Regions from separate parts of the Sus scrofa genome. Here region 1 is linked to region 2. The links are chromatin contacts, called in public HiChIP or PLAC-seq maps. All regions are on one chromosome and are shown on one strand. Each heading gives the region's core, a stretch centred on a gene start, on an enhancer-like site or on the middle of the called end of the contact. The rest is flanking DNA. Distances are from core to core; before and after follow the strand shown. Region 1 holds the start of LOC110255887 (myosin-8). Region 2 overlaps LOC100736982 (myosin-13).

Region 1 (5,068 bases), core at 1,235-3,734, 84 kb after region 2:
CCCCGTTTCCATGTTACAGATTTATGTATCAGTTATAGCCTTTTACTTTAATAGGTTTAATTTGTTATTTTCTCTTGCCATTCCTTACAAGAAACTTTGCTTTGGGGGTAAGGAAAGCTGGAAGTTAATACATTATTTTCTTTTGATAGGAGAAGCTAGTTTTTATTTCTCCCAAGTTTGGGGATTTAGACTGCGAAGTGAGGAGTTGAAGAGAAATGTTGGAAGCTGATGCTAGTGGGTTAAAGTCCCTTGGATAGTTGGGAAAAGGAGAAATGGGGATACTGCTAAAAATTTCTTTCACCTTCCAAATGTGATGTCTATTAATGGACCAAAAGGATGTTTGTATTGACAATAGGCTTAGAGATTCTGAGCAAGGAAGGCTTCAACTTGAAGTGAGGAGATAGAGAAATTAAACAAATATTCTTTCCTTTTGTTTTTACTTACTGCTCCACGTTCTGTCTTTACAGTTACTTTCCCCCCTTCCTTGCTTTGTATGATGCTCTTCACATAGGATTCCTTGGGCTCCGTGACAAAAACTGATGTTTTAGCATCAAAGGGCTTGTTTTGGGCTTCAATCCGCTCCTTTTCCGATTTTCGAAGGTAAGGAGCAGCTTCGCCAAAAATAGCCATCTCAGCATCTGAGCTTGCACTCATGGCTGCGATTTATCAGAGAGAATTCTGCCTTGGGGGAAAAAGGGAGGAAAGAAGAAATAGAAACCAGAAGTTATTCATGTGAGCTAGAATTTGAAATGAAAGCACTGTTAAGGCGAATTTGAAATGAAAGCACTGATGTCGTCTGCCTGAGCTGTAACTGTTCTTCCAAGCTGTTGTTGACCAGCGTTCTAATACAGTAACACTAGCACAGGGTTGGTTTGGAATGAGATTGCAATTTGAGGCTCCATTTTTAAGACTTTGAAAATTTCCTTCCCAGCTGGCATATCTTCTTCATCAGGGTGGGGCACCTACAACTGAGTGAGAATGGAATCTCTGTGTGTTTTAATCTCCAGACTGTAACAACATCTATAGCTAAGACTGTTGTTGATGGATTGTTTTATAGCAACTGTCATTCTTTAATCCCCACTTTTCCTTCTGCATAATGTTTGCACCTGCCATTTGCTAAGACAGTCATACAGTCAGGAGGGAAAGTTTGTCTTGTGTAGATGAAGGTTGAGCTTTTCAAAGCTATCAAAAATGCCTTTGCCTTTTAGATGGCCATTTTTTCTCTCATAAGCCAAATAATTATTTTTAACAACTACCTTATATTAACATTTGGTGTTATATCTCTTGGTGAATAGTTGAAAGACCCTCATAATAAATTATTACTCTGGGGGGTTTTTTTGGCTTGTTACCAAGACTTAGCATTGCCTTAATTCCAAAATCTCTTTTAACGTTCCCCTTTTGGCACAAGAGATTTCAGCTGTCATTTAACAGAGCTAACTGCAGAGAAATGAGAGCTACAGGGTGAAGGTTCTTCCTCCCACATAAATTCCACAGGCTTCTTTTGTTTCCATCCAGAAAAAGAAAAGAGACAGAAATGTAAGGGTTTATTACATGCATGTGAGCCATTGTCCTGTGTGAATAGGTATGTTTTTCTCTGTTGGCATGTTAGATTGGTTGGGTCTGTCCTTTGCTCTCAGGCAATGAGTTACTTGGGCAAGGGACAGGATCTCTTCTATATTAGGTATGATATTTAGCGGATGTAATACTTGTGATTTTAAATGAACATAACTAATCTTTCTAAAAACAATAATGAATCATAAAAAAGTAGATAAAATGCTCTGGTTTTAACAAGGTGTTTGTTTTTATTTACATCTTTTTTAGGGCTGCACCTGTGGCATATGGAAGTTCCCAGGCTAGGGATATAATCAGAGCTGGAGTTGCTGGCCTACACCACAGCCACAGCAACACCAGATCTGAGCCTCATCTGTGACCTACACCAAGGCTCACAGCAACGCCAGATCCTTAGCCCATTGAGCGAGGCCAGGGATCGAACCTGCATCTTCGTGGATACTAGTTGGGCTCGTTACTGCTAAGCCACAATGGGAACTCCCTTAATTTAATACACTTTTAGATTAAGAATTTTTCCAGTTGTTTAAGAAATATTGGTAAAACATATAAATATTCAACGCTTGTCAGTAGAGGGAGGTTGGCCTGGAATAGCCTATTGCCCCTGGACAGTTCTAAGTGCAGCTGAAAACTCACTGTCAAAGTTCATTCTTTTGTAAATGGTCCTTTATCTTGGAACTCAGATGATGGTGGTCTCTGAGAATAAGACATTTTTAAAAACTGATTTCCCAGCATTTATAAGCAGTCATTTGGAAGCACAGTCTCCTTACATAAGTAAAAACAAAACCATGGAAATGGTGTACAAAGAAGAGCCATTCTCAGCTTCATTAGACTAAATCCCCTGTCATCAATAAATGAATAAAGCCGAGTCTCACCTCTGGATGCCAGATGAAAATGCAGGTTCGGAAGTGCCTAACACTGTAAACCAACAAGTTTCTTATTAGTTAAGCGCTGAAATTCCAGTATGATAGTTACAGGATTAAGATTTCCCTTGTCTGTGGAATTCCCATTGTGGTTCATCAAGTTGAGAACCTGACATTGTCTCTGTGAGGATGTGAGTTCGATCCCTGGTCTCGCTCAGTGGGTTAAGGATCTGGAGTTGCTGCAAGGTGCGGCATAGGTCGCTGATGCCCGCTTGGATCCGTCGTTGCCGTGGCTGTGCCATAGACCTGCAGAGGCAGCTCCCATTCGACCCCTAGCCTGAGAACCTCCATATCTCACAGTTGCAGCCATATAAAAAAAAAAAAATTTTTTTTTTCCTTCTCTAAAGCTTGGCTCTGTGGAAATAAAAGTCAAAGTTGAGAGGAACAGTTTCACTCTCTGGGATGGGCCATGGGGTAAGCTGTCTCTCCCCCCTTGGTGTCCTTCCAGCTCCATGGTCCCCGTCACTTACCTCTGGGCTCTTGGTTGAGATAAAGCAGGAGGGCTCGTCCTGCTTATATAGGAACTAATGTGCTGATGCCGCGGCTGTTTCCTCTTTGTTGGGGCAAGACATTTGGCAGCCCGAACCCTCAGAATAATGTGTACTGACATTTGGCATGTTTGGATATAATTAGAAGGATTCATATCATTTTGAGTATGTGGACCAATCTCCTATAAATAATTTGACAGGGACTGATCTGCAGGCAGAGAATGCTTTCTAGTGTGCTGGGAGGGGAAGCTTTCACGGCGCCTGGTGGGGCCTCAAGACAGGTTCCTAAGAGCTATATTCGTTTTGGCAAACACTTTCACACATGCCTGTGGTAACCCAATGATCGTGTACTCTGCGACACGTTGCTTTCAGGGCCCTAGCCACATTTCCTTCTTTGTTCCCACAGGCAGTCCCACCTGCTTCGTTCCCTCGGGTCACTGCCAAGGCTCACCCTTGGAGTCTGGGCTTAGGGAGCAGAGCCAAAGGGAAAGGAGTTTCTACACTGAGTCGCTATCCTTGAGCCAGTGCACATCCCTCCAGTGTTGAAAAAAAAAAGGATTTCATATTAGAAAATAATACGTATTCATGTAGGAAAAAAGATAAGCAAAGAGAAAAACTATCTGTCATCCCAATATGCAGAGATAAAATAAGATATAGGCATATAAGTGGGGTCATACTATATACACATAGGTATTACGTACATATTTTATAACCTACCTAAAAATTAGATCATAGGTAACTTTCCTAACAAAAGTGTAATTTACACCCTTATTAAACATTATATTATGATCATTCTTTTTAAATTAAAATCTTTTTTTTTTTTTTTTTTTTTTTTAACTTTTTAGGGCCGCACCCGCGGCATATGGAAGTTTCCAGGTTAGGGGTCGAATCGGAGCTGCAGCTGCCGGTCCACGCCATAGCTACAGCAACGCTGGCTCCTTAACCCCCAGAGCAAGGCCAGAGATTGAACCGGCATCCTCATGGATACTGGTTGGGTTCCTAACTCGCTGAGCCACAATAGGAACTTCCAAATAATTTTTTTTTATTTTTTGCTTTTTAGGGTTGTACGTGCGGCATATGGAAGTTCCCAGGCTAGGGGTTGAATTGGAGCTGCAGCTGGCCTATGCCATAGCCACAGCAACACCAGATTTGAGGCTCGTCTGCGACCTACACAATAGCTCATGGCAACGCCGGATCCTGGGACACACTGAGTGAGGCCAGGGATCGAACCCACAAACTCATGGGTACTAGTCGGATTCATTTCCACTGCGCCACAGTGGGAACTCCCCAAATCTTTCCTTTTTTAATGGTTAGGAATATTGAGGTATAATTTACATACAGCAAAGTTCACTCTACTAGGTGACAGTAATATGAGAGTTTTCTTTGCTGCTATTTAAAAAAAATTTAAACTTCACAATAGAATTCACTTCTTTTGTTTTACAGTTCTATGTGCTTTTGCATGTGTACTGATTCTTGTAACCATGCAGAACTTTATTTCCATGAATTTTGATAAATATGTGCTGTTGTGAACCTCTTACATTCTAATTAAATGAAAAATTAAAGCCTTGCAGATTAGACTAAAATTCTCCTTTGATGAACACTCATGGTGAAAGTAGTTCCCTGCTCTTTGGAGTAACCATTGGTACTAGTTTGGTTTGATATACTCCAGGCCTTTTCTGTGCACTAATTAATTTATATTTTCCTAAGTATAAACATTATATTTATATACATATTAGTTAATGTAACTAATATAAGTTATTTACTAATATGTATTACTAATTTATACTAGTAAGTTAATATAAATTTACTAATTTGTACTTAGGAAAGTATAGTATAGTGATATTGGCCTGAGAAAATTGGCCCATGGGAAATATATAATTAGATGTTTAAAATGTATAATTGATAGATATGTCTGGCCACTTGTGATGGAGCATGATAATGTGAGAAAAAGAATGTATACATGTATGGCTGGGTCATCTTGCTATGTAGCAGAAAATTGACAGAATACTGTAAATCAGCTATAATGGAAAAAAATTAAAATCATTATAAAAAAACAAATGTATCATTGATAGCATCTTAGTTTATATATTT
Region 2 (4,774 bases), core at 805-3,304:
CCCCGCAGCCCCGGAATCTATGGCATAACGGGAAGTCTGCATCTTTTAACCGCCTGCATTCAGTTCCCCGACCTCTCACCACCCCCACCTGACACCTCTGGCAACCACAAATCTGATCTCTATGGCTGTGAGTCTGTTTTTTTAAGATTCCACATATAAGTGAGATTATTCAGGATTTGTCTATGTCTTCTTTCACATAGCATAAAGCCCTCACGGACCAGTTCTGTTGTTGCCAATGGCAAGATTTCATTCCTTTTTATAGTTGAATAATATGTGTGTGCATGTGTATAATACATATGTCACCTTTTTTTTTTTTAAATCGGTTTATCCATTTATCCATCAATGGCCTTTTGGGTTGTTTCTGTGTCTTGGCTACTGTAAACAATGCTGCAGTGAACGTGGGGATACACCCACTTTGGGATAATTGCATTTCCTTTGGGTACATGCTTAGAAGCGGAATTGCTGGGTCGTATGGGAGCTCTTTTTTTAATTTTTAAAGGAATCCCCATACTGTGCTCCACAGTGGCTGTGCACATTTACATCCCCACTAATAGTGCCCCCTTCTGTCAGCATTGGTCTTTCTAAACTACTTCCTTCAAGCCCTGAAATGAGAGTTTGGTTTTCTTTTGACATAGGAGAGCCAAGGGTTTTTTGGTTTGTTTGCTTGCCCACTTCTGTTTTTCTGTTTCTTAAAATGCCTCCAAACTACTCAGATTTGGGAACACTGAGTTTTATCACTGTGGGAACGGGTGGGTTGGAATATGGGTGGCATTTGACTGGGAGCATAATTTAGACTCTGTATCCAAGGAGAATCTTTTCCTTTATAAATCAGACTTGAAATCCCACTGAACAGTTGGCGAGATTGAAATGGTCCTCTCAGTTTGAGTGTGGTTTCTTTCATGAGTTTACCTTTTTAAAATTCTGGAGACCCGGGAGTTCCCGTTGTAGCTCAGTGGTTAATGAACCCAGCTAGTACCCATGAGGACTCGGGTTCGATCCCTGGCCTTGCTCAGTGGGTTAAGGATCCGGCGTTGCCGTGAGCTGTGGTGTAGGTTGCAGACGCGGCTCGGATCCCGAGTTGCTGTGGCTCTGGCGTAGGCTGGCAGTTGTAGCTCCCATTTCAACCTCTAGCCTGAGAACTTCCATGTGCCATGGGTTCGGCCCCCCAAAGACAAAATAAACAAAATAAAATTCTTGAGTCCCTGTTTATCTCTTAATGGGAAAGTGACTGAAAACCTTTTAACTGGAATGTCTCAGGATATCCTACAAATCCATTTTTCCCCTTGTCTAAAAGGAATAGCCCAGCTTCATTTGACATCATGATATACTGGGTCTACTTTTTCAGAATAGCTTGATTTAGCCTGGACATGTCATCAAGATTCAGTCCTGGGGGAAATGCAGGGTCTCACCCCCTCCCCATCCTCCTCTCACTCCCCCCTCATGGCCCCCAGGGTGGAGCGTGAACTCGTGTTTGGAGGAGTGGGGAGAGGCATGAAAGCCACTTCCCCAGGTTCACGCCTACCCCAGGGCTTATGCTTGGATCTTGGCATCAGTCGCCGAGTGAGGTTATGCAAGGCAGTTACAGACACCCTAATGAAACTCCAAGAAGGTGGTGCTCATCATTCAGGTTTAAAGTTATGCGCATTTTTATATTCTACTGCCCCAAACATTAGACATTGATTTTTTAAAATTATCTAATTACTCTAATGAGTGATTCTATTGTATAAATTAAAAGCACGGATTTGCTAAATAGGTGCATTTAAGTTAGCCCATGATTTCTAAACCCAATTTTGGCAAATACTTAAATATACGTAAAGATAATCTAAACAAGTATACGGGTTTGTGCAGCCGTTTTGAAACACGATCTGGAAGTTCCTCAAAAAGTTAGAGTCACCATATGACCCCGTAGTTCCACTCCTTGGTAGATACGCTGAAGAACTGGCCGCAATCCACAAAGAAACCCATGTATAACATGTTCAGAGCAGCATTAGTCACAGTCCCCCAGACGGAGACAATGGGAGGCTTCTCAGCTGTGTGGACAGACAAAGCGGGTAATATCCGTGCCGAGGAATATGACTCATCGGTCGAAAGAAGTGCATTGCTGACAGTTGCTAGAACACGGACCAACCTTACAGACAGTCAGCTAAGCAAAAGGGGCCAGACGCAAAAGACCATGTAATATACGATTCCACTTACATGAAATGCCCAGAATAGGCAAAACCCAGGGACAGAAATGCAGTTGCCAGGAGCTGGCAGTGGAAAGTGACTGCCAGAGGGTGACAGGAGTGAGGAAAGCATTCTCAAATTACATAGTTGCACAATCCACAAATATACTAAAAAAAACCCTGAATTTTTTTTCCTTTTTTTTTTCCTTTTTGTCTTTTTAGGGCCGCACCTGCGGCCCATGGAGGTTCCCAGGCTAGGGGTGGAATCGGAGCTGTAGCCACCGGCCTACGCCAGAGCCACAGCAACTTGGGATCCAAGCCCCGTCTGTGACCTACACCACAGCTCACGGCAACACCAGATCCTTAACCCACTGAGTGAGGCCAAGGAACAAACCTGCATCCTCATGGATGCTAGTCAGGTTCGTTAACCACTGAGCCACAACAGGAACTCCCCCCAAACCCTGAATTTTTAAAGGGTGAATCTTATGCTATATGAAAATATCTCAGTAAAAATAACTATTAAAGAGTGTGGTATTGGCTCGTCCATCCACTGAAAGTGCTGTTGATCTCTGTAGAACTCGATCTCTCAAAGAATTTTTTGTTACTTAAAAAAAATTATTTTTTATTGAATGCAAATTCATTTAAATTTTATAATGCTTTATAATTTTAATACACTTTACTCACATGATTTCATATAATCCCATAATAACCCTTCCTCTACTCCTGTACTGCTCCTCCCCTCCCCCTCTAAAGTGGTAAAACCACGAGTTTGTTCTGTCTGTGAGTTGGCTTCTCTTTTGTTTTATTCACTAGTTTGTTGTATTTTTAGATTCCTCCTGTGAATGCTATCCTACAGCATTTGTCTTTCTCCGTCTGGGTTATTCACTTAGCATAATGCCCTCTACGTCCATCCAAGTGGCTATACTCTTTTCAGAGTTCCTGTTGTCCCTCCGTGGTGGAACAACACCACGAGGACGTGGGTTCGATCCCCGGCCTCCCTAAGGGGGTTAAGAATCCGGCATTGCCATGAGCTGTGGTGTAGGCTGTGGTGTGGCTCGGATCCCACGTTGCTGTGGCTGCGGCTGTGGTGTAGGCTGGCAACTACAGCTCCAATTTGACCCCTAGCCTGGGAACCTCCATGTGCCATGGGTGTGGCCCTGAAAAGACAAAAGAAGAAAAAAAATTCACTCTTTTCTATGGCCGAGTGGTATTCCGTTGAGTGTATGTACCACATCCTCTTTATCCATTTGTCTGGTGATAGACACTTCAGTCGTTCTGCTCCTTGGCAACTGTAAATAATGCTGCTCTCAAGCAATACTGGGGTGCATGTATCTTTTCGAATTAGTGCTTTTGGGTTTTTTTTTTTTAGATATATAAATATATACCCAGGAGTGAAATAGCTGGATCATATGATTAGAAGTCCATCTCTTAGGAAGAGAAAGAATAGAAGGGAGAGAAAGAACAGCGGAGAGCAGAGACAGACACATCCATCAAGCTCAACCTGAAGCTCATGTGCCACGACTGGTTCTTCACGAGTGACGAGTAATTACACAGGGATTCCTGCGGGGTGGGGTGGGGGCGGGAGGGAAGAATTTCACCTGCTTCTGCACCAGCATAGTTGGAAAAAAGGAAGGACAGCAGCTTCAGCGAAGACTTCTGGTACAGGCCGACCACGGTCTCGTTCAGGGGGTCCTTGTTCTTGTCCAGCCAGCCGGCGATGTTGTAGTCCACGGTGCCCGCGTAGTGCACCAGGGAGAAGTGGGCCTCGGCCTTGCCTTTGGCAGGCTTGGGCTTCTGGAAGTTGTTGGACTTGCCCAGGTGCTGGTCATAGAGCTTGTTCTTGAAGGAGGTGTCTGTGGCCTTGGGGAACATGCACTCCTCCTCCAGGATGGAGAAGATGCCCATGGGCTGGAAGGGGGACAACAGACTGTCGTGAGCCTTTCCTAGTGCATCCCGGGGACTCCATCCCCTGTAGGAGCCAAGGACAAGGCCTTTGGGGCTGTCACTGTGTTTCTAGGAACAGTGGGATGTAAGTGCCGTGTGTTTGGCGTGACGACAGAATATACTAGTCATAGAGTAGATGCTTATTTAATGTTTGTTGAACAAAAGAACATGGAATGACACTGTGTCATATACATGTAGCTCACTGTGAGATAATAGAAAAAAAGTACATATATAAGTCTCTGTACCTGGTTCAGAGCTTCTAAAGCCCTAGTAATTTCCTTTGTGATAAGAGTGCTAGGATTGTCTTTTCTCCTATGGAGATGACTCTGGGTGGGCTCCTGGAGGGGGGCTGGGCACCAGGAAGACCAAGGCATGATGAAAAGCTTGGGGTTTTCAGCCCCCTGTCCCCCATCCTCCAGGGAGGGGAGAGGCGCTGGAGACGGAGTCGATCCTTGATCACGCCTAGGTGAGGAAGCCTCCGTGAAATCCCATTTGCCGGAGGTTCTGAGAGCTTCCATGTGGAGAACACTCCCACCCTGGGAGAGCGACACACCCCAGCCGTACAGGGGCAGAAGCTCCGGCGCTTGGGACCCTCCCAGCCCTCACCCCCCCCACCCCCCGTATCTCTTCAGCTGCCTGTTCACCTGGGTCCTTCATCACATCCT

What was found. HiChIP or PLAC-seq counts read pairs in DNA pulled down with a chosen protein or histone mark.
Region 1: a contact with region 2 is called in an H3K27ac HiChIP or PLAC-seq map of skeletal muscle. The contact joins the promoter of LOC110255887 here to the enhancer-like site in region 2. A contact is called at or near these places in 10 of 47 Hi-C or Micro-C datasets (epiblast stem cells, fetal liver, liver and 7 more) and 1 of 2 datasets of contacts at active chromatin or transcription factors (skeletal muscle).

What each region holds. Positions count from the first base shown.
Region 1 is chr12:55,164,499-55,169,566 of Sscrofa11.1, forward strand. LOC110255887 (myosin-8) reads right to left here and starts at 2,485. Exons shown (of 39, transcript XM_021066269.1): 1 at 2,442-2,485; 2 at 445-682. The coding sequence starts at 654.
Region 2 is chr12:55,080,612-55,085,385 of Sscrofa11.1, forward strand. LOC100736982 (myosin-13) reads right to left here. Exons shown (of 35, transcript XM_021066284.1): 14 at 3,764-4,073. Among named protein-coding and RNA genes, the nearest start is that of GAS7, 110 kb to the left of the region's middle. Within about 2 kb of position 2,055, at least 3 of the 83 cell types and tissues checked have an H3K27ac peak or open chromatin away from gene starts, as enhancers often do. A contact at or near this core is called in skeletal muscle, where this site is marked.